Regions from separate parts of the Sus scrofa genome. Here all the other regions are linked to region 2. The links are chromatin contacts, called in public HiChIP or PLAC-seq and promoter capture Hi-C maps. All regions are on one chromosome and are shown on one strand. The core of a region is the stretch at or near the end of the contact, and the rest is flanking DNA. Distances in the headings are between cores, read along the strand shown. Region 1 holds the start of CREBZF (CREB/ATF bZIP transcription factor). Region 2 holds the start of HIKESHI (protein Hikeshi). Region 3 holds the start of TMEM126A (transmembrane protein 126A). Region 4 holds the start of DLG2 (disks large homolog 2).

Region 1 (7,127 bases), core at 3,664-6,163, 590 kb before region 2:
TGAAATACTACCATCTCTTCAAAGGTTACAATTTTTAAAAGGTATGCAAAGAACTGAGTTATCACTCCCGTGAAAGACAAAAAAGTATAATTTTGTTCCAAAATTAACTTAGTCTCATGTATTTCTATTAAGTCTTTCAAGGATTCCAGAGAATCTTTTCATATCTCCATTTCTGGAAAGTGAAATCAGTATAGAAGTAATTTGGGAACTTGAAAATGGCATTCATTTTTTCAGCAGATGCCAAATATTTGACCGACATGGCTCCCACAATTACTTTGTTACCATCAGTCCAGTCAGTTAACAGGTTGTAGGAAAAGATTCGTTTTTGCAGACACTGCTAAGCTGTTTAAAGAGAAGAGAGAGAGATTAATTTAGTGATTATAAAATGCACAAAAATTTAAAATATTTCGAACACTTTTTGTTGGATTATATCATGTGTGACTACATTTTAACAAACGTGGACTTTTAGTTAGGTTTGGTCAAGGAAGTGCAGAAACATCAAGTCAATATGATAGAAATAGTAGGTCAATATGATGTGTTAGTTCAATTAATGTATGAATTCCTATCACCACCAGAAGACAAATATTAAAAGCTACCACTTTACTCTAGTTCTTTCTGTATCATTTTGCCACAGAGGCACAATTAGGACAAAAATTAAAAAATTAAAAAAGACTCCCCAAACACTAAATTGCTTTCATCCATTACATAGAGCCAAACCTGAAAATTTCTAAACCATCCACATTAGAAATGGCCTTTATCCAACTACTAATCATTCAAAACACAATTTTCTAAAAATAGTAAGACAACAGGTTCATATTAATCATAATTTTTTAATTAACAAGTAGTGAATAGGACACTTTAAGATATTGTTTACTACATACTGAAATAAACAGATCCGTTGTAAATTCAGAAACCCAAACATTTACAGTAAAATGTGCTTACACATAAATATGACCAAATTCATTTAAAGCCCCTGATAGGTCCTAAGTACATGCAATACCATGTAAAAACAAGACCATGACGCTGATGTAAAAAATGACAAAATCACTAAGTCACCAAAATTAGAAAAAAAAAAAAACGAATGAAATGGAAACTAAGAAAAGACAGTTGAAACATAAGGAACCTAACAAAGCAGCTTTTAAAATATTCGATACTAATCTCCATTTTCAAAAGTTCTTAATCAAGTATTTCCAAAAACTGCCATTTATAAAATGACATTCTAAAAATCTAGACTTGGAATTTCAAAGCATCCCAATTCAGAAAGCTTTGCTACTGTTTCTCCCCAGCCCCAAACTTCAAATAATGCAGGAAAATCATTGACGTTAGGAAGAAAATACTCCAAGGGAATGGGATAATTTTTAGAAAAACGCACTTACTGCTTCCAGAACCTTTAAAGACCCACAGCATTAACAACAATCATTTTTCCTATTTTCATCCATTATTTTCCAATGTCATGTTAGAGATGAATAAATTCTTTGAGCCCATAACTGAAAGATCAACAAACCTGGTTTTATTATGACACCGTATTTTTGTCATTGGTACTGCACAAAATTATATACAAAGAAATATATACAAAATGTTCAAGTATTAATTAAATTTCAATTCAAGGCTTCTGTTTCAAAAAGCTACATTTAACATATTCCATAATGATAGCACAAATTAGTCATTTCAAATAATTTTTCCAACTACTTTTGGTTTTTATATATATATATATAATTCAGTAGGCACTAAAAACCCATGCAGCTGCATTGTGAGGGGCCTGCTCCTGCACTTACGTATAAGCAGGTTCGTCACTCCAGGTTGTGAGTTTGGCTACTATCCGTTCATGCTCAAGTGCAGTAGATGATTTTACAAAATATGCTGTAATGCACTGGAAACCAGAGACCAAGTTAGGTCTCAAATTGTATTATCTAGCAAGAAAACATTTACAGTTGTGCAAGAACAAGATTCCATTTTCATAACCAAGTAACAACAAAATAAAACATATTATGTGTAAGATAACTTACATCTTTGGACTGCTGGAAAATACTTTTTAATTATGAACATTTTAAAATAAAAGCAGAAGCCCTGACATTACCTCTTTTTCCTCATTTCTTATACTACCTTTTAAAATAAAGCAGGAAATGTGGCCAGCAGCTGGTCCCGTCTCTTCTGCCCCAACAGCTGTATCCACTTTAGCACAAAGAAAAACAAGGATGCTAAATACGTATATACTTTATCAAACAGTGATGTTTCACAAAGAATTTCTTAATGCCTCTTACACTGAAGGACATGGTGACTCAATCCATACAACTGGACAATAGAGTACTTCAAGGGAAGACTATGTCCCAACTTTGGGAAAAGTGTCAATTGTGTCATTAGGTAGCCAGAACCACTCAATTTCAAAACTTATTTTTAAATAGGTCAAAGACTTAAAATATGGAAAATAAGATTCTTTGTGAAACCTCACTTTACACGTTTTCATTCACATTTCATAACCGTCAATAGCTAATCATACATAAATTTAACCTAAAATTTTAGTACAACAAAAATAAAGGTGTTCAACAATTTATTCATACTCAGTGATAGGATAATCACTGTGCTGGTCCTCAAAGAGACATTCCATTGACCATGCTTATTCCCCCTTCAATTAACCAACACAGGAGTCTGATGTGCACATTAATTTCCAATTTCTCTAATGGTGATATAAAAACCTATAATCTGAATAGACTGTATGTCTAGACCTAAGAAAACTAAAAGGCATTCTTGATTATTCAAGAGATTTCTGTTATCTCCGGCAAAATAACTATCACATTTGTGCATGCCCCAAGTACTTATTGTCAACCTCTGAAAAGTTGCTCTAAAATTGGAATTCCAATTTGCACCTTGTACAACTCGGAACTTCCATTCAACTTCACCTGTGTCACTGTCTCCAAACTGTATCTCTATTAGCAGCTTTCAGTGTACAGTTGGAACCGATGTCATCCAAGGCCATGTCCACACTGGGGACAGAAGAGCTAGGTACACGCAAGTCTGAACAAGGGGACACATTAACAGCTATTTCAACCAGAAGAAGCATCTTGAATACATTACTGACCAGCACAAGTCTGTTTCCAGGGTGGACAGGGCCCAAATTAGATTCCCCTCCCACCTTCCAAAAAAGAAAAAAAAAAAAAATCACACACACACACACGAATTGAGATGTTGCCCATTAAAGTAGACTAAGCAGCAGAGCATGAGCGTTACGTGAAGAGATGGATCCTTACCAGGTTGTGAGGCGGGAACGACTGTTCTGTAACCCCTACAACGGAGCCTGGCAGGAAGGAAATCACCTAAAAAAGAAACTGTCAGAGAGATTTAATAGTCACATGTTATCATTAGGAGTTGGTTACAGTGTCACATTCATGCTTTTAGCTAAACACTTAAAGATTCAATATTACTTTTTTTTTTTTTTCCTCCTCTGAAATGTGTCCAGTGAAGATGTCCCACTAAGGTGTTTTACATGGTGTAAGGGAGTTGAAAGGGGTAAACGCGGATAAAGAGCAGATTACTTGACCCTACATTTTAAGAGAAGACGACGCCTTCCGGGCGCACGCTGAGCAGAACTCCACCGACACCTTATCCTTGTCCACATGAAGACACACTCCTCCGGCTGAGTCGTCCTCTTCCAGCAGGTCCTGCTGCTGCTTTCCCACCGGCAGCGCGTAGTCATGGTCCCCGGCGGGCGAGTCTCTGAAGAGCGAGGTGGTCAGCCGCAGTCCCACGCCGCTCAGCCGGCTCAGCAAGCGAGCCAGTCCGGTCTCGTTGGCTAAGACGGCCCGTAGGTAGCGACTCTCCTCCTGCAGTGCTTGGACGCGCTTGCCCAGCTCCCGATTCTCGGCCCGCAGCTCCTGGTTCTCGGCTGCCAGACCCCGGACTCGGCTCTCCAGCCCCATCACGTACTCCTTCTTCTTCAGCCGATTCAGACGAGCGGCCGCCGCCGCCGCCTTCCGGGGACTCTTTGTCGCCGCCTGGTTGTTGTCGTTGCCGCCGCTGCTGCCGCCGCCGCCTCCGGGGGACTTTCTCCGCCTCTTTTCGCCGCCGCCAGTGTCACTGCCGCTGCTGCAGCCGCCGATGCCGTTTAGCAGCCTCTGCAGCAGGTCAGAAAAGCGCTGCATCTCAGCGGCCGCGGCCTCGTCGTCGTCGTCCCCTCGCCACAGGCCACCGCTCTCCGAGCCTCCGCCGGACGAGGAGAGAGGCCCGGGCGAGCTGAGCCCGGGCTCCAGGTGCCAGTCTGGCTGCCGGGGGTCCAGCAGATCCGCCAGTTCCAGCCCGGACAGAAAGTCCATGTCCTCCGTTTCGTCCCCGGGGACGCTGGCGACCGCCTCCTCCTCCATCTCCTCGGGCGAGGGCGCGCGCACGGCCACGCCGCCGCGGCCCCCCCTCCCGGCCTCCGACTCGCCCTCGTTTCCGCGAGGCTGTTTGCGGCCAGGAGATCCGGCCGCCGCCGTCCCCTCGTCCTCCGCCGCCGCCCGGCTCAGGTCCGGGGGCAGCGAGAAGGTCGCGGCCGGCGCCGGGCTCTCGCTGCGGGTTGGGGAGTCGCTGCCCGAGGCCGCCAGCAGTTTGGTCAGGCTATGCCTCATGGGGCCCGGCAGCGGGCCCACGTAGGCCCCGGCCCCTCAGACCGGGCCTCGCGGGTCCCAAGGACCCAGAGCAGGTTGCCGGGGTGCAGGCCAGAACGAAGTGAAGGGGAAGGTCGGAGTCACCTCCCGCCCCCACTTGGCTGGTCGACCCCCCGCGCTGCGGCGGGGGGGGAGGGACGGGAGATCGGAGCGGCGAGGCCCAACGATGACTCGACCGCGCCACCCAGACAACGGCCTGGCCGGAAGTCGGTCGATCTCGGCCCGGCCCCTCCCACCACATTTCCCGCTCCACCAGGGCCTGGTATCGCGAGAGTTCTGTGAGGTCGAGAGTAGGAGTAACTCCAGATTTCCAGTGATGTCATAGTAACAGAGGCAAAAATAACAACAAACCTAGGATTTATCTAAGGAGTGGCCACTCCTCTGGGCCCTCAAGTCTCAGTCCCTGTATTCTAGCTTCCATCTGCAGTAAAACCACTGTCATTCGAAATGATCTTTTAGATACACCAAATTTATGAATTTAAAATTATCCTGATGATCAGATTCTTCTTGAAAATTATTCTTTTCTCCTTTCGTTATAACATGTGATTTTTTTCAAACACAGAATACTGGAAGAAAAGAGAGGTAAATAAGTCTTTCATATATAATTTAATTTTTCCAAGTTTTTATTTTAAAAATTTCCAAATATACAATATGTGAATATGTATGTAAAAGAATATTGCAGTATATACTCTAATTGAACACTACTACCCAATACTCAGACTTAACAGTTCAACAATTGTCCTTTTGTCAAATGTGCTTTATCTGTATGTAAAGGTTGGTAAAAACAATTTTTCTTTTTTGCAGAATCATCCCAAAGTTGCAGATAAGACATACTCCCAGAATTTCATACTTTCTCAGAATTTTTCATCTATATTTGAACATTAATTCTTCCAGATAACTTTATAACATTTTCCAAGTTCAAAAATAAGCTGGAATTTTCGTGGAAGTTGCATTAAATTTATTAATTTATTTTTCCCAGTTACTTTATGCATTTTTTGCTACTAGACTAGATTATTTCTTCTTTTATATTTTCTAAATGGTTATCATTGCTACATAGGAAAGCTGTTGATTTTTTTTGTTAAATTCTTAACTGATTCACCCACTGAACTTCCTTGATAGTTTTTATTTTTAGCTTATTCATTCAAATTTCCCTGGTAGACAATCATATCACCTTATTGTACATAATGACAATTTTGCCATCTTCTTTGCAATACTCACTTCATTGTACTGACTAATAATGAAATAGCACTTCCAAATTGATGTTAAATAATGCTTTTAATAACTAACTTCTGTGTCTTATTCCTAACTTGAACAGGAACACCTGTAGTGTCTAGCTGTTGATTTGAGATGGATGTTCTTACCAGGTTATACTCAGTTGTAGGAAATAGAAACCAATTCAAGTATTTTAAGCAGAAAAAGATGTAATGGAGAGAAGGTGCTTACAAAGTAACTGGAAGAACTAGAGGAGGGGCATTAGGCTGGGTGATCAAGAATGCCTCTCAGTATAGGGTGGCCAAACAGGCCTGACAGGGAGCAGCTATTTCTGCCCCAGTTGGGAACGTTGTCAATAGAAAGCTGGAATGTTGGCCTCAAGAATGCTGCTGCTGCCAGTACTATTGACCCCATGTATTAATTATCTATTTCTGCCTGACGAGCTACTCAAGACCTTGAAACAACAATAAATATTTGCTTACCTAGTTAGGGCTTAAAATAACAATAAACATTATCTCTCACAGTTTCTGTTGGTCAGAAATTTGTATGTACCTTGACTATGCAGTCTAGCTCTGGAATTCTCATGGTCTTCAGGAAGAATTTGGCTGGAACTGGTGTCATCTGAAGGCTTAGCTGGGACTAGAGGATCCACTTCCAAGGTGGCTGACAAGTTGGTCCTGGGGGAAGCTCAGTTCTTTCTCTGTGTGGGCCTTTCTCCAGGCTGTGCGAGTGTCTACACTGGCTTCCCCCAGAATGAATCACCCAAGAGACCAAGGAAGCAACAGCAATGTCTTTTATGATCTACCATTGGAAATCACTTACGATCACTTCTGTAGAATTCCCTTGATCACACCAATCAGACTTTACTCACTGTGGAAGGATATGAACACTAGGAAAAAGAATCATTAAGTGCTATCTTGGTGGCTGGCTACCATATCTCAAAAAAATAGTGAGTGAATGGACAGCTACTTGAAAAAGAATGAAATTAGAACATTCTCTAACACCATAGTCAAAAATAAACGAAATGGATTAAAGACCTTTATGTAAGATCAGAAACCATAACATTCCCAGAGGAGAACATAGGGGGAACACTCAGTGACATAGATTGTAGCAATATTTTTTTGGATCTGTCTCCTAGGGCAAAAGAAATAAAAGCATAACAAACAAACAAAAGCAAATGGGACATAATTAAACTTAAAAGCTTTTGCACAGCAAAGGAAACCATTGACAAAACAAAAAGAAAACTATTTGAAAATGATACGACAAAAAAGGGGC
Region 2 (6,838 bases), core at 2,720-5,219:
CTTTTCCTTGCCTCACTACTTTGGCTGGAACCTCTACTACAGTGTTGAATAAAAGTGGCTGAAGAAGACATCTTTGTTCTGTTCCTGTTCACTTTTTTTAGTATCTGGTTGCCTAGTGGTTGGGTCCTGTCTGATTCAGTTTTTTCCAGAGATGTCATACCAACAGCTAAGGTGTAGATGATGGTCAGATATAAAATCTTACATTGATTTTAAGCAATCTACATGTTTCACTCTACTGCCTTACTCCTGCCTTCTGTGCCTTTGTTATCTCCAACTCCTCAACTTCTCTGGTACATATTATCTTACTCTGTAAATACTTGAGTTCAACTTTCTGCTCTGCTAAGTCACTTGCCTTTCTTCTATCCACTTTTCATTGATATCTTTGTAACATGGAATTACAGATTACCTCTTATTTCAAAGATGGAATTTTGTGCTTTTATTTTTCTTTTTTTGGAGAAGAAAAAAAAATCTTTGCTCTCTCAAAATCATAATCCAATACTCTCATTCTAGAAGTGTGGAAACCTAGCAGGCAAAAAGATGAAATAAATTACTTCAACCCTAGGCTAGTTAATGTTAGAGCTAAAATCAGAATTCAGTTCCTGATTCCCTGACCAAAATTTCACTATGATTTGTTCTTTCTCCATGGAAGCATAGTCTGACAGCTGATAGGTTCTGCTGAGGTCCTAGGACAAGTTTTCCATGAATCTCTTTAACAATATAAGTGGATTTTAGCATTGGTTAAAATATCAATGTGAATGGGAGAATTCACCATCCAATGTCTGCCTATTTTTATTTCAGAGAGTTTGGTTTATTGGAAAGATTTTTTTTCCTCTGAAACATTTTTCTTCACTTCCAGACACTGTTTCTAGTTCTGCTTTCTTTAGTTACAAAGAACTGTTGTATTTAGAAGCAATATAGTTTGGTGACTAGAAGGCTGGATTTTATAGTCTGGAGAAAGAGTAATAAACTCATTCTTCTAATTCTTTATTCAATCTAGAACTAGATAGTTCACCAGCAACATGGAGAAGCAGCTCAAATTCCAGATAACAGACATTGGGCCAATTAATAAACAGACACTGTAGTTTATAAAAAAATTTTTTTCTAAGTTAGCTAGCTCTCAATCCATTAGATAAGACTGCTGCGTAAGAAGAGGAATAACTAATTATCGGGCAGGTCAACGGAGGTCCTATCATGGCTCAGTGCAAACCAATTTGACCAGCACCTATGAGAATGCAGGTTCGATCCCTGGTCTCGCTCAGTGGGTTGGGGCTCCGGCATTGCCGTGAGCTGTGGTGTAGGTCGAGGATGCAGCTGGGATCTGGCATTGCTGTGGCTGTGGTGTAGGTCAGTGGCTATAGCTCTGACTCAAGCCCTAGCCTGGGAACTTCCATAAGCTGCAGGTGTGGCCCTAAAATGACAAAAACAAAGAAAGAAAGAAATAATAATTATCAGGTAGGTCATTGAAAGATTCTTTTTTTTTTTTTTTTTTTTTTTTTTTTTTTTTTGTCTTTTTGCCTTTTCTAGGGCCGCTCCCATGGCATATGGAGGTTCCCCGGCTAGTGGTTGAATTGGAGCTATTGCCGCCGGCCTACGTCAGAGCCACAGCAATGCGGGATCCAAGCCACGTCTGCAGTCTAGGAGCAAGGCCCGGGATCGAACCCGAAACCTCATGGTTCCTAATCGGATTCATTAGCCACTGCGCCACAACAGGAACTCCAAGATTCTTGAAAAAAATATTTGAGTCAATTGGGAGAATATGTAAGAAACTGCAAATTATAGGCAGATAAAACAAGTTACTTATGCACAGAAAGACTGAGAAGTACTAATTGCTCAGAGAATCAACAGTATGGTTACAGTATGTAAAGGGAAAAACCTGGTCTCATTTCTGTTTCTCCTTTATTTTCACACTACTGCCACACTCACAACGCTTCTAAAACCAGATGTGGGTTTTTCCCTCACCAAGCAATTCTGTGACACTAGCTGGGTCTCCTACGATTTAGCTCAATTCTGACTCTGTCAAACTGGAGACAACACCTGGAGACAGCATCTGATCCCACAGGTTAAGGGCTGAGTCCCACAAGACTGCCCCCGTTCAGATGCCAATTGCAAGTAATTAAGTGCCTGGGTTACCCACAACTTTTGTCCAACATGGCTATAAACTGGAGGTTTCCATAACCTCCTCCCCTTCAATTTGATTATTGGATAGAACAACTCACAGAACTCCGTTTATTAAAGGATATGGTAAAGGATAAAGATGAAGAACCTGAACAACCAGATGAACAGATACACAGGGAAAGTCTGGGAGTGTAGGAGCATCTGCCTAGTGGAGTTGGGGTGTGTAATCTTCCTGGTATGTGGATGGGTTCACCAGCCTGGAAGCTCTCCAAACTCCATACTACTGGGATTTTATTAAGTCTTCCTCATGTAGGTGTGATCAATTGACCCCATTTCCGGCCTTTCTCCCCTCTCTATAGAATGGGAGGAGGGGCTGAAAATTCCAAGCTTCTAATCAGGCTTTATCTACCTGGAGACCAGACCACATCTAAGAACCCATCCAGAGTCCCCTCACAAAACAAAAGATGCTTCCAATGCACCTATCACTTGGGAATTGACAAGATTTTCAGGAGCCCAGTGTCAGAAACAGGAGGCAGAGACCAACATATTTATTTATTGTTTTCCATGGTACAAGGTGAGCGTGAAGACATGAAAAGTTGGGAAAAGTAGTAATGCCAATACTAACATTTTATTAAGCAACATTCTGGTTACTATTTAGTAGTTTACATGTTACCTTCATAACAACCCCATTTTACAGATGCCAAAAAAGAAGGCATGGTAGTGTTAGGTTAACTGGCCTAAAAGATTATACAGCTAATAAATGATAGAGACAGGCTCTGAATCCAGGGAGTTTGTCTGCCCTTCTGAAAATGGTGTCATAACGAATGGCCTTTTTATTCTGAAGATTCCGGGAATTCTTAGGTAGAAAGTTGGAGACAGTGACAGAAAGATCCTTTTCTATCTATTTGCCGTTGGCTTGGCTACCTCAAAGGAAAATCTAAGTTTATGGAGCTAAAATGGAAACCAGAGGACTGTTTCAAATACTCTGATCCTCCACATTACCTGAGCAAGTGGACTAAGTTCAGATATTTCAAGTTGGGCAGACCTTCACCGAGGGGGTATCTTACCTTCCTATCCAGAGGAAAGGGAACTGGAGCTGTGAAATGGAGAACGAGTGTTGTTGGTAGTCAGTACTTGATGCCAGTTCCTCTGGCTATTAACTTTTTTCTGCAAATGCACAGAGAAAAGAAAAAAGGCATTTTACAATAAAACGGCCATTAGCTAAGTACTGCCAGGTTCTAAGTGGTTATTTATAAATTTACTTAACCCTCACAGCAACCGTAGGAGACAAGCAAAATTATTATTCTTATTTAACAAATGGCATCATTAAAGCACAATTATTATAGAACTTGCTTACAGCCCCCCCCCCCAAACAAGTATATGGAGGAGGTAAGTCGGGCTGGAAAAAAGTACAATGAAATTGTAAATAAGTACACAACATATGATTAAGAATTAGTACTTTTCAGCTACCGTGTAGCAGAAGAAACTCGGACTTGAACCAGGACTTGGATTCAAGCTCCATCCCTGAGTCTAAGTGTAAAAATTTGGGGCTGGTCACTGCGGGCAATTTTCTCACCTACAAAACGCAAGACAATAATTCCTACCTCATAGGGTTTTTGTAAGGATCTAGCGTTTGTAAAAGCGCACTGTAATCTCTAAAATGTTAAACAAACGTGAAAAACAACTCCACTCTGCTTCGGACTCGTAAATTTGGGACGCGGTCAATCAACCCTAACAGGCAAATGCTCCGCTCTCCTTCCCGGAAGCCGGCGCAAGGCCCTCTGGGACTTGTAGTCTTATATGGGAGCTGGCGCTCCTTTCTCATTTGGGGAGGGGAGCAGCTGCATGTAAGCCCCGGAAGTACTTGTCGCTAGAGAGGCGCTCTGGTTAGGAGGGGAGGTCAGAGGTCGCGGGGGTAGAAGGCGTTCCTGCCGCTGGCCTAGTCGTTATGTAGTGGAGGGGTAGGCGCCCTCCTCCATGTTCTGGAAGGTTCTTGGTCTCGACTAGGGCAGAAGCCCCAGGACTTCTAGTCCCCGGCTTCGGGTCCCTGCCGGCTGAGCGGAGCCGCCGCCGCCATGTTTGGCTGCTTGGTGGCGGGGAGGCTGGTGAGGATGGGGTCGGGTGGTCTCAGGAAGCGGGCAGCACCCCGAGGGTGAGGCCCCGGGAAGGCAGGGTGCGCCGGTGCTAGGGGTGCGGGGGAAACCCCCTCACGTCTGCTTTCCAGCTGAGCATGGGGGTGGGGAGTGGGACGCTGGGGTGTTCGCTGTCTTTGCCCCCAGCGCTTTTCAGAGTCGTTTTATTAGTAGGCACATCTTTAGGTGCCATTTAGCGAGGGTGCATTATCTGAGCAATGCATGACTTTTGTCCACTTCTCATCATCTCAGCCTTCTCTGTAGCGCTAATTTGGTACCGCAGACTTAACCAAAGCTCCTGAAATGGTTACCATTTTCATGTTGTAGTTGAAGAACTTAAGCTTTGTTGGTAGTATAAAGATTTCGCCTGAGCTCATAAATGAGTTGCAGTAAATCTGAACCTAATTTGTAGCGTCCTGTTTGTATCGAAGATTAAGGTGTTTGGGTAATGTACAACTGCTGAATCTTTTTAGAAGGGACTTAATAAAAATATTCTTAAGGTAGTTGGAAGTTGGCAGCTAGAAACTTATGAAACTTAAGCGTGAGCCTACCTGAGATGACCCCAGAAGGATTTGAGCCGCGAGTGTCCTTATTGGTGGCTTAAAAAAACCCCACCTTAATGCATTGTTAGAATTAAATGAGATAAATACCTGGAATTGTTCAGGAATAATCGGGAGGATGAATCTTGCTTGCCTCCTTAGAAACCACTCAGAAATCCATTTCAGACCCGATTTCTTTCACCTAGAATGTTTTTTTTCCCCTCCCTGCTTTATTAAATATTGTAGCTCCTTTGTTGAATTGTTAAGGTTTTCATCAATTTCTGGCAATATGTTGTGAACACAGTACTGAGGAATCACAGAGATAAATTAGAGGTGGCTGTCAGAAAATCTGTCTCTGGAGTGACTGGGAGACCCCTTTTGGTGATGGTGGTAATTGTTAAAACTGGTGAGATGACTTTGGATTGCCCCTGCTCTTGATAGGAGAGATGAAATGACTAGCCTGGGATTGAGTCTGGGACTGGGATGAATTTCATTAGTCAGTGATATTTGAAATGTGTCTTTTTCTAAAGAGTTGAACTAATTTGGAATCCATGTTATCAACTAATTTGGAAGGACTAGGAATACCTGTGTCTATTTAGCTAACACCTGATCTCTGTAATGGATATCCAGTGGCAAGATTTTTTTGACGGTCTTTGACTCTTTAATTGTGAAGTTATTAGAAGAGACCTAGCGGTATCTCAACTCTTTAACTACATTACTCTCTTACTTTCTAAAGTTATGAACTCAGTTTTCTTTCCTGAAAATTTTTAAGTAAAAGTGAAACCTTTTTCCCGAGGTTTGAGGATTAGAGTGTAATAACACAGATTAACAGAATGGTGCCTTTGATAGGGTTGACATTTAAGAAATATTTATTTTGCCTGATGATTATTTCAAGACTTGTAATTACCGTAATTTTACATGCCTTTTAAGATTTATGTGCATGGCAAAAACTGGTAAGATTGAATTTAATACTAATACACACCATTTGGTTTATGTTCTTCCTTTGTTTTTTTTCTCTGTGTTTAAACCGAAGGGTCACTGCTGTGAGCTGTGGTGTAGGTCTGAGCTGTGGTGTAGGTCGCAGACGAGGCTCAGATCAGATCCCGCGTTGCTGTGGCTGTGACCTAGGCCTGCGGCTACAGCCCAATTTGACCCCTAGCCTGGGAACCTCCATATGCAGCAGGAAGCGGCCCTAGAAAAGGCAAAAAGACAAAAATAAATAAATAAAAAATAAACCCAAGGGTTTAATGATTTGGGGGTTACAAGTATATTTTAGGACTCAACAAATGAGGATTGACTGTAATTACTTCTGGATTGCTTACCTATTTTAATTACCTGAGATTCTTTACCCTCAAACTAGAAGATAAGGCTTTGGTGGTATAGTGTTTTGAACAGCCTTTCACCTTTTTATTACTCAATGAATTTATTACCTTTATAGTTGTACAATGGTCGTCACAATCCAGTTTTATAGGATTTCCATCCCACAACCCCAGTGCATCTCCCCACCCCCCAAATTGTCTCCTCTGGAGACTGTAAGTTTTTCAATGTCTGTGAGTCAGCATCTGTTCTGCAAAGAAGTTCAGTCCGTCCTTTTTTCTCATTCCACATGTCAGTGAAAGCATTTGATGTTGGTGTCTCATTGTATGGCTGACTTCACTTAGCATGATAGTTTGTAGGTCCATCCATGTTGCAAAAAATGCTGGTATTTTGTTCTTTTTAATGGCTGAGTAGTATTCCATTGTGTATATGTACCACATCTTCTGGATCCACTCCTCTGTTGATGGGCATTTAGGTTGTTTCCATGTCTTAGCTATTGTAAATAGTGCTGCAGTGAACATCGGAGTACATGTGTCTTTGCGAGTCATGGTTTTCTCTGGATAGATGCCCAGGAGTGGGATTGCTGGATCAAATGGTAGTTCTATGTTGAGTTTTCTGAGGAATCTCCATACTGCTTTCCACAGTGGTTACACCAATTTACAATCCCACCAACAGTGTACTAGGGTTCCTTTTTCTCCACACCCTCTCCAACACTTATTGTTTGTAGACTTTTGG
Region 3 (6,861 bases), core at 3,337-5,836, 600 kb before region 2:
TCAGCACATGGAGGTTCCCAGGCTAGGGGTTGAATCAGAGCTATAGCTGCCAGCCTACACCACAGTCACAACAACACAGGATCTGAGCCATGTCTGCGACCTACACCACAGCTCACGGCAACATGAGATCCTTAACCCACTGAGTGAGCCCAAGGATGGAACCGGAAACCTCATGGTTACTAGTTGGATTTGTTTCTGCTGCGCCACAACAGGAACTCCTATACATTCTTTTCTTTTCTTTTTTTTTTTTTTTTTGTCTTTTTGCTATTTCTTGGGCCGCTTCCGCGGCATATGGAGATTCCCAGGCTAGGGGTCCAATCGGAGCTGTAGCCACCGGCCTAGGCCAGAGCCACAGCAACATGGGATCCGAGCCGCGTTGGCAACCTACACCACAGCTCACGGCAATGCCGGATCGTTAACCCACTGAGCAAGGGCAGGGATCGAACCCGCAACCTCATGCTTCCTAGTCGGATTCGTTAACCACTGCACCACGACGGGAACTCCCTATACATTCTTTTCAATCACTCATGAAATATTTCCTAGATGGCCCAGAATCTGGGCTATGAATATCAATAAATTTAAAAGGATTCAAATCATACAAACTATATTCTCTGACCACAAAGAAAAAGAATTAGAAATCAATAACAGAAAAGCATGTGGAAAATTTTAACTATTAGGAAATTAAAACAATTCTAAATAAACCACAGGGCAAAGAAAAAAGAATTTATAAAGTATTTTGAACTTAACAAAAAAAAGTATTTTAAAAGTACTTTGAAATAAACAATATTTCAAAATCCATGGGATATAGTTAAAGTACTTGGAGGGAAATTCATAGCACTAAACGCCCCCATATGGAGAGTATATAGAGAGAAAAACATCTCACACCACTGACTATCAGATTCCTCCTTAAGACACTAGAAAAAGAGGAAGAAGTTAAATCCCAGGTAGGAATAAGAAAGGAAAAATATAGGAGTTCCCATCGTGGCTCAGTGGTTAACAAACCTGAGTAGCATCCATGAGGATGCAGGTTCCATCCCTGGCCTCACTCAGTGGGTTAAGAATCTGGCATTGCTGTGGGCTGTGGTGTAGGTCGAAGATGCAGCTCAGATCCCGAATTGCTATGGCTGTGGCCTAGGCCAGCAGCTACAGCTCTGATTTGACCCCTAGCCTGAGAACCTCCATATGCCACCAGTGCAACCCTAAAAAAGACAAAAAAAAAAAAAAAAGGAAAAAAAAAGAAAGTAAAAATGCAGATCAAAGCAAACTACAATCAAATTGAAAACAGAAGAAAAAAAAAAAACCCAAATAAATAAAAAACTAGTTGAGAAGATCAAAAAAAATTTAAGCATTAGGCAGACTGATCAGACATAAAAAAGAAACAAATGGAGTTCCCGTCATGGTGCAGTGGTTAACGCATCCGACTAGGAAGCATGAGGTTGCGGGTTCGGTCCCTGCCCTTGCTCAGTGGGTTAACGATCCGGTGTTGCCGTGAGCTGTGGTGTAGGTTGCAGACGCGGCTCGGATCCCGCGTTGCTGTGGCTCTGGTGTAGGCCGGTGGCTACAGCTCCGATTCGACCCCTAGCCTGGGAACCTCCACATGCCGCGGAAGCGACCCAAGAAATAGCAAAAAAAAAAAAAAAGAAAGAAAGAAAAAGAAACAAATGACCAGTTACAAGAAAGAGTGATGTGGCCATGCATTACAGATTCCACAGATTTTAAAGGATAATAAATGTGTATTATGAAATAAACAAATAGGACCCGATTAAACTGAAAAGCTTTCGCACAGAAAAAGAAATCCTAAGCAAAAACAAAAAGAGAGCCCAAAGAATGGGAGGAAATATTTGCAAATGAAGTGACTGACAAGGGATTAATCTCCAAAATATATAAAAAACACCTGCAGCTCAATACCAAAAAAAATAAATAAATAAAAGACAAAGAATGGACAGAAGATCTTAACAGACAGTCCTCCAAAGACATACAGATGGCCAAAAAACACATGAAAGGATACTCAACATCACTAGTTATTAGAGAAATGCAAATTAAAACTACTATGAGGTACCAGCTTACACCAGCCAGAATGGCCATCATCAAAAAGTCTACAAACAGGGGAGTTCCCATGGTGGCTCAGTGGTTGGCGAATCCGACTAGGAACCATAAGGTTGCGGGTTCGGTCCCTGGCCTCGCTCAGTGGGTTAAAAAGATCCGGCATTGCTGTGAGCTATGGTGCAGGTTGCAGAAGCGGCTCAGATCCTGCGTTGCTGTAGCTCTGGCGTAGGCCGGAGGCTACAGCTCTGATTAGAACCCTAGCCTGGGAACCTCCATATGCTGCAGGAGCAGCCCAAAAAATGGCAAAAAGACAAAAAAAAAAAAAAAAAAAAAAAAAAAGCCTACAAACAATAAATGCTGGAGAGGGTGTGGAGAAAAGGGAACCTATTACACTCTTGGTGGGAATGTAATTCCTACCACTATGGAATACATTATGGAGATGCCTCAAAAAACTAAAAATAGAATTACATTTGATCCAGCATTCCCACTCCTCAGCATCTAGCCAGAGGAAACCATGACTCAAAAATATACATGTACCTCAGTGTTCATTTAAGCACTATATATAATAGCTAAGACATGGAAGCAACTTAAATGTCTGTCGACAGAGGAGTGGATAAAGAAGAGGTGGTACATATACACAATGGAATATTATTCAGCCATAAAAAGGAATGAAATGATGGCATTTGCAGCCGAATGGACCTAGAAATTATCATGCTAAATGAAGTTAGGCAGACAGTGAGACACAAACATATGCTATCACTTATATGTGGAATCTAAAAAAAGGATACAATGAATTTCTTTGCAGAACAGAAATTGACAGACTTTGAAAAACTTGTGGTTACCAAAGGAGACAGGGTGAAGGGGGAAGGATGAGCTGGGGGTCTGGGATGCAAATGTTGTAAAACTGGGTTGTGATGATGGTTGTACAACTATAAATATAATAAACTGAGTTAAAAAAAGGTATATTATGAACAATTTAAGCCAGTAAATTTGAGAACTTAGATGAAATGAACATTCCATCTCGTCTGGTGAAGAACTGATTTTTTGTAAAATCTCAACGTACTAAATTGCTTTTATTGCTCCAGAATGGCATACTGCAGATACTGTACAGCATGCACATTTATTAACTTCAAAATTAGCTTCAAACCATTAAAAATGAAATTGTGGAGTTCCCGTCGTGGCGCAGTGGTTAACGAATCTGACTAGGAACCATGAGGTTGCGGGTTCGGTCCCTGCCCTTGCTCAGTGGGTTAATGATCCGGCGTTGCCGTGAGCTGTGGTGTAGGTTGCAGATGCGGCTTGGATCCCGCGTTGCTGTGGCTCTGGCGTAGGCCGGTGGCTACAGCTCCGATTCGACCCCCTAGCCTGGGAACTTCCATATGCCGCGGAAGCGGCCCAAGAAATAGCAACAACAACAACAACAACAAAAGACAAAAAGACAAAAAAAAAAAAAAAAAGAAAGAAATTGTAATAAGAGTATAAAATGGAGTGTTGGGGAAAAAACTATTCATGCACACTGAGTTAACATCTAAAAACCTGGTTTTCCCCAACTGTTTGTTTATCTTAGAAACTTTTAATTGGGATGTACGCTGATCTTCTGCCGCGGAAAAGCACTTGTTTTCATTTTCTGGATCATCAACAAGCGAAGGATTGACATCTGATAAATCCCTCAGGGAAGGAGTTGGGGGCGGGGGGATTCTCCTCCTGCTCACTTCATCTATCAAGTTTTCCCTCTTCACCTTAACTATTGCTTTCTTCTTAGATAAAGCTCAATGATCTTCCAGGTAACCTTGGTAACGCTTTTATAGGATCCTCACACCTTTACAAAATAATCAATGATTGCGTTTCCTCTCCTGCTTTATAGATGAGGAAAGAGCCTGAGAGGATGAGGCTTGAGGCAGGGGTCTCCAGAAATTTGGTTCAAGACTTTGGTTCTTAATTGTCCTCAGGGAGCTACAAGACTCCCTCGCTCTGAAAAGTTTTCTTTCGCCTCATTCACCTACTCCTCCTTTTTATAAACAGTATTCTACTGGGCGGGGGTGGGGGGCGGAGAATGCTCCTGCTGGCACTTAAAGTGTTCGGATTTCGATGGCACAATCAACCAAACCGTAACATGGCACAAGAAGTTCAAGATCTAAGGGAGAACAGACAATCAATGGAGCAAAGAAATCTCAGGTACCTATCTCGTATGCCCAGGGCTATGCAGGTTTTTTTTCACATAGCCAGTGTCAATACATGAGACATAATCTAATGGTTAGGAAGTTTTAAGGAACTTACCAGAGGTAGATTTTCAACGAAAGAGACAACGAAAGGGGAAATCTGGAAATTTCTCAATTTCCGAAAGCTCTGTTCCGAGAGGCGGGAGTAGGTTGTAAGCAGTAAGTTCCCTGCACGGTAGCCAAACTTCATTGCTGGGAGGCACAGCACCTTCCCGACGAGGGAAGGTCCTGGGTGCAACCTCCCTCCTGGTAGCCCAATCACCAGCCGCGCGGCCCCCCAGTGCCCGCCCCGGACCGCGTCACGTGTCAGAAAGATGGCTGCGCCCGGGCGCGTTGCGCAAAGATTGGAGTGAACCTTCGCGTGGCTGAGGAAGACCAGAAGAGGCCCCGACTGCTGGAAGGAGAAAGTAAGGTACTGGTTCCGGGAAAAGGGGTGCAGTAAACCGCGCAATATCAAGAGAAGCTCGGCGTGGTGACGTGCTGTTCACCTGTAGCGCGGGAATGAGATCCCAGGACTTGAGTCGGAAGGGGAGAAGTCGGTTCTAGGGCACCGACACAGTCCCTTCACTTTCCACCCGAAAAGAAAAGGCCTTATCTTTAAATTAAGCCTAGGAGGAGGGGGAGAAAGACTGCTTGAATTTAATTCCAGGTTTACTGCCGATTTAGAGAGTCACCTTGACCTAATTTAATTTTGTCTATTTTAGGAGCTATCCTGAGCCATGAAAGGTAGCTAGTGCAAAAACCTTTTGAAATGTTTGTAATATTTAAACGTGGCATTGTCTTTGATAGGGACTTATTAATAACCGGGGTAATAACCGTGGCCTGCTCCTGGCTGCTTCATCAGAACTTTTACAAAAATAAGGGTGACTTTTAATATCTACGCCTTAGAAATGGCTAGTTCACAGAACCAGGAACCTCAACAATATGCAGAGCATGGAACAGAAAACTTTCTAGTGATAGCACTAAGCTGGACTTTCAAACATTTCAGACATATATACTGTACACTTTATATATACTAAATTTGATTTTTATATCTCACTCCAGCACCGCCCCTTACCCCCATCCCCAGAACACAAAATTATTCCTAATAATTAAACTAATATTAACTAATATTGCTGTAGGGCAAAGAGCCTATCATGTAACCAAGGCCCTCAAGAAATTTGCATCCAAGAAACACAGAGGTAAATTTCTAAGCCTACATTGTAGTACTTACGTTAATAAGTGCAGGGATATGAAATTTCAGTGCACTGAACATTTTCCTGGTCTCTCATATATCTACTGGCTACCCAGTAAATATCTGTTGGTGTGTAAATTAATCTCACAGAAAATGAATGATGAACCAAGAAAATTTAATTTCATAAAACCACGTCCTGGAGTTCCCGTGGTAGTTCAGCAGAAAAGAACCTGACTAGCATCCATAAGGACACAGGACGCAGGTTCGATCCCTGGCCTTGCTCAGTGGGTAAGGTTCTGGCGTTGCTGTGAGCTGTGGTGTAGGTCACAGACACAGCTCAAATCTGGCGTTGCTGTGGCTGTGGTGTAGGCCAGCAGCTACAGCTTCAATTCGACCCCTAGCCTGGGAACCTTCATATGCCACAGGTGCAGCCCTAAAAAAAAAAAAAGAAAAAAAAAAAGTCCTTTATTTCTGAACTTTCGCTTTTCTTAGCTCTGCTACCATGAAATCTTATTTAGTACTCTAAATCTTCAGGCTAAAATTCTTCATTCACCCATCCCCTTACTTCTTTATTCACCTCAACTAGTGCAGAGATAAACCACCCTCCAGTGGTCCAGAAGAAAGCCTATAGCTTATTTCCTCTGTACAGCCAGCCAGAATACCTTTTTTCTTTTTTTTGCTTTTCAGGGCCCCACTTATGGCGTATGGAAGTTCCCAGGCTAGGAGTTAAATTGGAGCTACAGCTGCCAGCCTATACGCCACAACCACAGCAACTCAGGATCTGAGCCAAGCCTGCTACCTACACCACAGCTCACAGCAATGCTGGATTCCTGACCCACTGATGGAGGCCGGGGATCAAACCCACATCCTCATGGATACTAGTCGGCTTTGTTTCCACTGTGCCACAATGGGAATGCCCCAAAATATTCATTATATTGAGTCACTTAATACAAGTATTTGACAAAAACCATTATGTTTCCTGTAAAGCCTAGAATATTTACTCTCTGGCCCTTTAAATAAGTTTGCTGACCTCTGCTCTAGAATACACCTAGAAGTGCAGTTGCTGAGTATGTGTCTTCTACCTATTAAATAATACCAAAATTCTTTTTGGGGGGCACAATTTATGCTTCCACCAGCAGGACGTGAGTTTCAGTTACCTTACATTCCAGTCAATAATTGAAATTTAATTTCTATTTCCCTGATTATAGTGAGGTTTGGCTTTCTTCTTTATGAAGTCCTGTTCAGATCTTTTAAAAGTTTTTCTATTAGGTTGCTTGTTATTCTTATTGATTTGTATATTCTGGATACAAACTACTCCTTTGTCAGTTACATAGCAAACATTTGCTCCCACACTAGTTTATCTTTGTGGTATCTATTGATAAACACAAGTTCATTTTAGTTAATATTAGTTTAATATTAGCT
Region 4 (6,314 bases), core at 3,517-6,016, 630 kb before region 2:
CTCTTATGAAAATGTCTTATTATAAGAATATATTTAATAGTGAATCAACACTTGGCTCTATGAGGACAGTTATTGTTCAAAATTATAGTAAAGGGAGTTCCCGTCGTGGTACAGTGGTTAACAAATCCGACTAGGAACCATGAGGTTTCAGGTTCGGTCCCTGGCCTTGCTCAGTGGGTTAACGATCCAGTGTTGCTGTGAGCTGTGGTGTATGTAGGTTGCAGACGCGGCTTGGATCCCGCGTTGCTGTGGCCGTGGCATAGGCCAGTGGCTACAGCTCCAATTAGACCCCTAGCCTGGGAACCTCCATATGCCGCAGGAGCGGCCCAAGAAATAGCAAAAAGACAAAAACAAAAAAAAAAATTAAAAAACAAAATTGTAGTAAACCTGACTGTTCCATCATTTCCACCACATGAAATAATGTTGAAAGGAAGATTCAAGGCAGCAGAGAACTCTGCTCTCTGCAGAATAAATCTAGGTTACACTTCAAAGTATTTGTTTTACTTATGTTATAGGAACAGTACATACATTAAGCTTAGCTAATTAAAAATATAAAGTGCATGTCATGACTGTTTGGTTCATTGTCTATAATACTTTAAAATATATATCTTTTGGAGTGCCCACCATGGCTCAGCAATTAATGAACCCAACTTGCACCCATGACTCTGGTTCGATCCCTGGCCTCGCTCAGAGGGTTAAAGATCCGGTGTTGCCATGAGCTGTGGTGTAGGTCAGAGATGTGGCTCAGATCCTGAGTTGCTGTGGCTGTGGCGTAGGCCAGCGGCTACAGCTCTGACTGGACCCCTAGCCTGGGAACCTCCATATGTCATGGGTGCAGCCCTAAAAAAGACAAAATAAAATAAAATATATATTTTTTCTTTTTTTATGGCCACACCTATGGCATATGGAAGTTCTCAGGCCAGGGGTCTGATCGGAACTGCAGCTGCCAGCCTCCGCCACAGCTACACCAACACCAGAACTGAAGCACATCTACGACCTATGCCACAGCTTGCAGCAACTCAGGACCCTTAACCAACCAAGCAAGGCCAGTGATCGAAACTGCATCCTCAAAGAAACAACGTCAGGTCCTTAACCTGCTAAGCCACAACAGGAAATCTGTTCTCAACACTAACAGTTTTAAAAGATTTTTAAAAAGATGTTTCTCCAGATCATTCATATATTAAATTACATAATGCATATATTTTAGTATAATCCAAATACACACTTATTTTGCTAATTAGAATTTGCTTCCTTTCCAAATTGGATCCATTGCATTCAATCCACTGCTAAACAATAAAGAAGGATGAGAAAAGGAAAGAAAGAGGGAGGAAGGAAGAAGGGTGAAGGAAATAACTATTATTTCTTATAAAGTATGGTTTTCAATACTGTATCATAAACTTTGGTAACTTCCTTTAAAGATAGGAACTTGGAATAAATTCAGTCTGTTGGGTTTAGGAAACTTAAGTCCACTCTGCCTAGTTAAGTTATACCTAAAACATCAGGGTCCTTCCCCCTCCTCTTTCCCTGATACTATTTTATTCCCTACCTCCTCTCTCTTTGCCCTTCCTCTTTTTCTCCCTCTCTTCTCTCTCATACACACACACACAATGTGTTTAATTAATTACTAGGATGAAATAAGGTAGACCAAAAGGGACACTAACTAGAGCATAATAAATGGCAGACAGAATAGAAATACACAGCAAGCTAAATAAGTCAGAGACATATCGTTCATTGGCTCCATTCCCCAAACCATTCAGGTTCCAAATAAACCCACTGTATCAGAACAGGTGTGGCTCCAAAATATTATGGAGAGTTAACTTCTCTCGATGATACTGAGGTGGAGCAAAAAAAAAGGAAACAAGCCCAGTCTTAAATCTCAGTGTATAAAGGGACATTTCTAAATGCTTCAGAGGTTTCATATATCACTGGCCATCCATCAATAGGATAAAGACTCTCACCAACTGTTTCTTCAATGCACCTTCCAAATCCACAGGTAGGATTAAACATCACAGAGAGCCAGGCGGCATCTTAACCTTAACCCTAAGATTAAGTTTCAGATTGTAACAACTCACATAACCGTTCAACATTTGGATCTGTACTCATCCACCACAGTAGAGTTCAAGGGTGTTGATACAGATTTTAGTTCAAAACTCTTAAAGAAAAAAAGGAAAAACTCTTTTATAGTTGATCTAATCTTCTATACCATGTCAGAAAAACAAACTGGGTTCACTAAAATCCTTAGCAACAAAGCTCACCTGGGATAGATCTAGGCCAAAGTGAACCCAAGGTGCAACCTATAATAAACTATACAGGAACCCACTGGATCTTGATCAGCTGGAGGGGTGGGGAGTCAGGGGTTTACCTCATTTGGGGAATTTGCCAATCATGTTATTGGATAATGCACACATCTGGAAAAGCACAAGTTAACCAAAGGTGTGCTTTATCACAAAAGTGTAGATTTACACTAGAATAAACCCAAACATGAAATCTCTTTTTAATCAAAAGATAAATAATAACTCTAGAACTGTGTTCAGTTCAAAAAAACTTCTTTTACAACTATGTGATTCGCTTGATATTAAATCCATGAGAAAGAACTGCACTGTTTCTTTTTTAAAGATCTTGTAAAAGTAACTTTTAGCAAGCTAAGAAAAACAAAAATAAAAAAAAGCTAAAGCATAAATCTACTCATGTCGCAACAAAAATAAAACTGTAACTGCATTATAATCTAAGATGACTGATTGCTGAAAAAAAAAAAAAAAAAAAAAAAAGAAAATCCCCAATTTGTGCTATCAAATTCAAGCTGATTATAAATGGTGATTTAGACCACCTGACTTACGAAAACACAAATGTCTATAATTAAACACTACAGTCCTGCTTCATTTTCACTTAGCAAAATATTACCAAATCATGAACCACAGAAAAGACATTATTACAATAACTATATCCCAAGCAAAATTTTACTCTCAAACGGAACACAATTTGAACTGCAAATACCAGAACCAAGAAAAAGGAGAAGCATATTATTATATAGGAAGCCTCTTAGCCCACCTCTCTTCTTGACTGGCATTCTTGGGTCTTTCGAAGGCCACAGGAGTCAGGATCTCTTTTCAGGTATCAACTTGATCCAGCTGGATGGAGGCCAAGAGCCAGGTAACTGTTGCAAACCACTTTACTGTTGGAAATCCAGGCTGTCTTCTCTTTCAAATAAGGAAAAAATGATGTATTCTTCCCACAAACTTTGACACTGCTGCCCACAGAGTTTAAAGAAAAATAGCTTTTGAGTTTTTCGGTGTTTATAAAATGTTTATTTTGTTTAAAAAGAAAATTATTGTCAGCGTAGAAAACATTATTAAAACTCCTCTTCAGGCAGCAACATTTTGGAAGTTCAATGACTAACTCAATTAAGGCACAAACCAAATTTACACAGCTGTCTCATTACTTAATACATGCTCAAATTCAAAAATGAACTCAATTCTTTAGAGAAAAACGTAAAACCCTCACACCCCCTCCAAAAAAAATGCTTTAAAAACCTCTTTTTAGACTCTAGCCTCTAAAAAGGTGGGTGAGTTTCGACAGTTTTCTGGGGCAGAAGACAGACTGAAAGGCCCCCCCCCCCTTCTGTTTACTGGACCACAAGTTCGGGATCTCACCCCCTCAGTAAGACAGAATCCAGCTTGCTGTCACTTTCATTTTTTTCTTCTGTGCTCTCCAAGCCCCTCAGGCTTGATCCTTAATGCCCCTCTGATTCTGATCCTCCCATGTATTAACCGAGAGGATTGAATAGAAGGAAAGCAATCCCTTGGCATGGAGACATTAAAGTGACAGTGCTACTCAATGGGCACTTGATGCAGGATGAGTTGGCGAAGATTTCTTCACACTGGAGTCATTCACATCATGCCATCTCTTCGCATCCAAGCAGCTCCCTGTCCGGCGAGGAAAAACACTGAGACTGTTCGAGGCAAGTCAAACCTTCCCCCAAAGGTGTTTTCTGAGACGCTGTAGTAGTAATAGGCATGTGAGCATAAGCTGTGCAAACGGTTCGCGGTTTCCTAAATGAGAGAGTTCGGCTGCTTGGCTTCCACATCCACCCTTTTTCTTTCAGTCTCTCTCCAAACTACCCACCTTGCTTTTGCAGAGAAGACAAGGAATCTCTCTGCTACCGCTGGCCACCCCTGCCCACACCCCGTTCTCATATAGAAGAGCACAAATGTCCTGCACCCTCCACGCGATGAAGTGTTTCCTCAGGCAGGAGAAACAGCAGCACTAGCAATTATATAACTCTCGAATTTGGCTTCTCTAAGACGTGGAGACTGGAGGGTCGGGGGCTGCTGGTCGGGAGATACTGCTGGCCACTGAACGTGCACAAAAGGGCGCCAGGCCTCCTTACAGCAGCGCCCCCCGCCCCGAAACATCGGCTGGCAAAGGGGGGGGGGTCTTCTCGGAGAGCCGGGGGGAGGGGTACAAATTTCTCTGTGGTCCCTTTCCAAGCGGGGTGAAAGGATGGAATATGAGGGAACTAAAAACTGAGGTGGAGAGTCTGAAGGCTGTGAGGACGAAGCTGGTCGGGGCTGCTCTGGCTGCCGGCTGGGGGTTATAGGGAGGAGGTGCCCGTGAAGCCTCAACACAAGGACCAGGCCAGAGGGGGAGCACCCTGAAGGAGTGAAAGGGGCGGGCAGCTCAGCCACAGCTAACGGAGGTGCCCTAAGGAGGGGAAAACGCGCAGCAAAATCCCTACGCTCGGACCGCCCCTTTGGGATGCTAGAATAGGGAGTTGGGCTAACAAATAGCTGGAGAAGGGAATGCGGGCGGGGAGGGGGGCGGGCCCACGGGCGTCTGGACCTCCTGGAAGCCAATGAGCGGCCCTAATTTCTGGATGCCGCGCCCAATCGCAACCAGGATGGAGGGCGCGGCTTTTGACTGGGTCGGGGCGGGCTGGGGCTGCAGGCGAGAGGCGTGAGCCGGCACCACTTCCCGCCCCGGGGGTTCTGGGTCCCCGCCCACCGCTGGTCACGTGAATCGCCAAAATGGCGGCGCTCGGACGTGGGGTTGGGGCTGACCTGGGAGCTGCAGAAGTGGGGCCTGTGGAAGCCGGAGAAGCGCCCAAGGTAGGTGGAAACCGAAGGTGGTATGCGCGGTGGCTTCTGCACCCTCACAGTGTTGGCAAACTTCTGAAATGATGCGTATAAAGGGGATTTGAAAGTCTAAAGAGAACAGCTCCGAAGTCCATACACGGCTCGGTTAAGTGCCCAGTTGCTTTGGAAAGAAGCGGAGAGAAAGTAGACTTGAAGTTTCTTCCTAATTGATGCTGTCTGTTTTCTCTTGCCTCGGTGCCTTTGCACCGGCCTTTCCCTCAGCTTGAAACACCTCCCTGCACCTATTTCCACTAGCCCCACCCCCCCCTCCAGATTTTCCTCTTTCGGATATTAGTTTAAATGCCACTTCCTCCGGGAAACCTACTCACACTTTTCCGTGGCTTGGTTCGGTTTGGCTTTTCTTATGTGTTTTGTTTTGTTGATGACACACGTTCTGCGTTTAAGTTCCCGGCCCTGTTGTCCTGACCTTTGCCTGGGTTTTGGGTTCTGAGAATACGATCACATCTTGCTTAACCGGGGGACTGTCAAATACCAGGTGAATGTTGAGTAAAGGATGAGTAAATTTTAAATAAAATTCTAATAAACCCACTATAAAGCCATAAAGTACTTTAGAAGATAAACCTACACACAGGCACTGTTACTGGTACAATCGTGGTGACCAGTTGAGTGGCCTTGCACTGGTTAACTTTTAGATAAAAAGTTGTTTATAGCGAAATCTTTGCATTTCAATACTTGTAAAAAGTGTATTAGAAAGTTACCAGTATATTTCTCTGCTTTAATAACAGTGCCTTCCCAAAACCAGGCACTCAATAAATGTTTGCTGTCCTGTTTCAGTATTTTAGGATCATAATCCTGGTTGTCTGTGTTCCCTAGATACTGAGAGCATAGACAGTGTAGATTGGTACAAGTCATTGCCTGGAAGTTTTCTTTGTGAGGGATGAGAGACTTCAGTGAACTGGATACCAGCAAAACAAAAATTTATCCAAAGTTTCTGGTTAATTATGTTACTGACATCTGCCTTAGATATTGCTGTAATCTTCATTCCCATTTACCATTTAGATGTCAGAGGCAAAAGATTACATCTAGTCCCTGAGAAACTGTGATTTGTACAATATTTTCCTTTTCTTTTTCTGTCCTCCCCCATTACTATTCATTGTGTAATACCAAAAGAAAGTTCAGAGGAGGAGTGCCCCACTGTGCACAGCAGAAACGAATCCAACT

What was found. Promoter capture Hi-C pulls out the DNA fragments that hold promoters and counts their contacts. HiChIP or PLAC-seq counts read pairs in DNA pulled down with a chosen protein or histone mark.
Region 1: a promoter capture Hi-C map of liver shows a contact between it and region 2, with 10 times the contacts expected there. The contact joins the promoter of CREBZF here to the promoter of HIKESHI in region 2. A contact is called at or near these places in 1 of 5 promoter capture datasets (liver) and 2 of 2 datasets of contacts at active chromatin or transcription factors (alveolar macrophages and skeletal muscle).
Region 3: a contact with region 2 is called in an H3K27ac HiChIP or PLAC-seq map of alveolar macrophages. The contact joins the promoter of TMEM126A here to the promoter of HIKESHI in region 2. A contact is called at or near these places in 1 of 47 Hi-C or Micro-C datasets (epiblast stem cells) and 1 of 2 datasets of contacts at active chromatin or transcription factors (alveolar macrophages).
Region 4: an H3K27ac HiChIP or PLAC-seq map of skeletal muscle shows a contact between it and region 2, with 5 times the contacts expected there. The contact joins the promoter of DLG2 here to the promoter of HIKESHI in region 2. A contact is called at or near these places in 2 of 5 promoter capture datasets (fetal liver and fetal skeletal muscle) and 2 of 2 datasets of contacts at active chromatin or transcription factors (alveolar macrophages and skeletal muscle).

The regions. Positions count from the first base shown.
Region 1 is chr9:19,590,201-19,597,327 of Sscrofa11.1, forward strand. CREBZF (CREB/ATF bZIP transcription factor) reads right to left here and starts at 4,914. Exons shown (of 5, transcript XM_013979210.2): 1 at 3,541-4,914; 2 at 3,246-3,323; 3 at 2,104-2,172; 4 at 1,377-1,487; 5 at 1-342. The coding sequence starts at 4,601. The coding sequence ends at 3,308.
Region 2 is chr9:20,177,218-20,184,055 of Sscrofa11.1, forward strand. It overlaps HIKESHI (protein Hikeshi), which reads left to right and starts at 3,970. Exons shown (of 5, transcript XM_013979233.2): 1 at 3,970-4,220. The coding sequence starts at 4,191. It overlaps LOC106504836 (a long non-coding RNA gene), which reads right to left and starts at 3,888. Exons shown (of 4, transcript XR_001298678.2): 1 at 3,720-3,888; 2 at 3,183-3,282.
Region 3 is chr9:19,571,713-19,578,573 of Sscrofa11.1, forward strand. TMEM126A (transmembrane protein 126A) reads left to right here and starts at 4,587. Exons shown (of 5, transcript NM_001243592.1): 1 at 4,587-4,677.
Region 4 is chr9:19,542,651-19,548,964 of Sscrofa11.1, forward strand. It overlaps DLG2 (disks large homolog 2), which reads right to left and starts at 4,767. Exons shown (of 27, transcript XM_021102307.1): 1 at 3,049-4,767. The coding sequence starts at 3,067. TMEM126B (transmembrane protein 126B) reads left to right here and starts at 5,014. Exons shown (of 6, transcript NM_001243600.1): 1 at 5,014-5,105. The coding sequence starts at 5,025.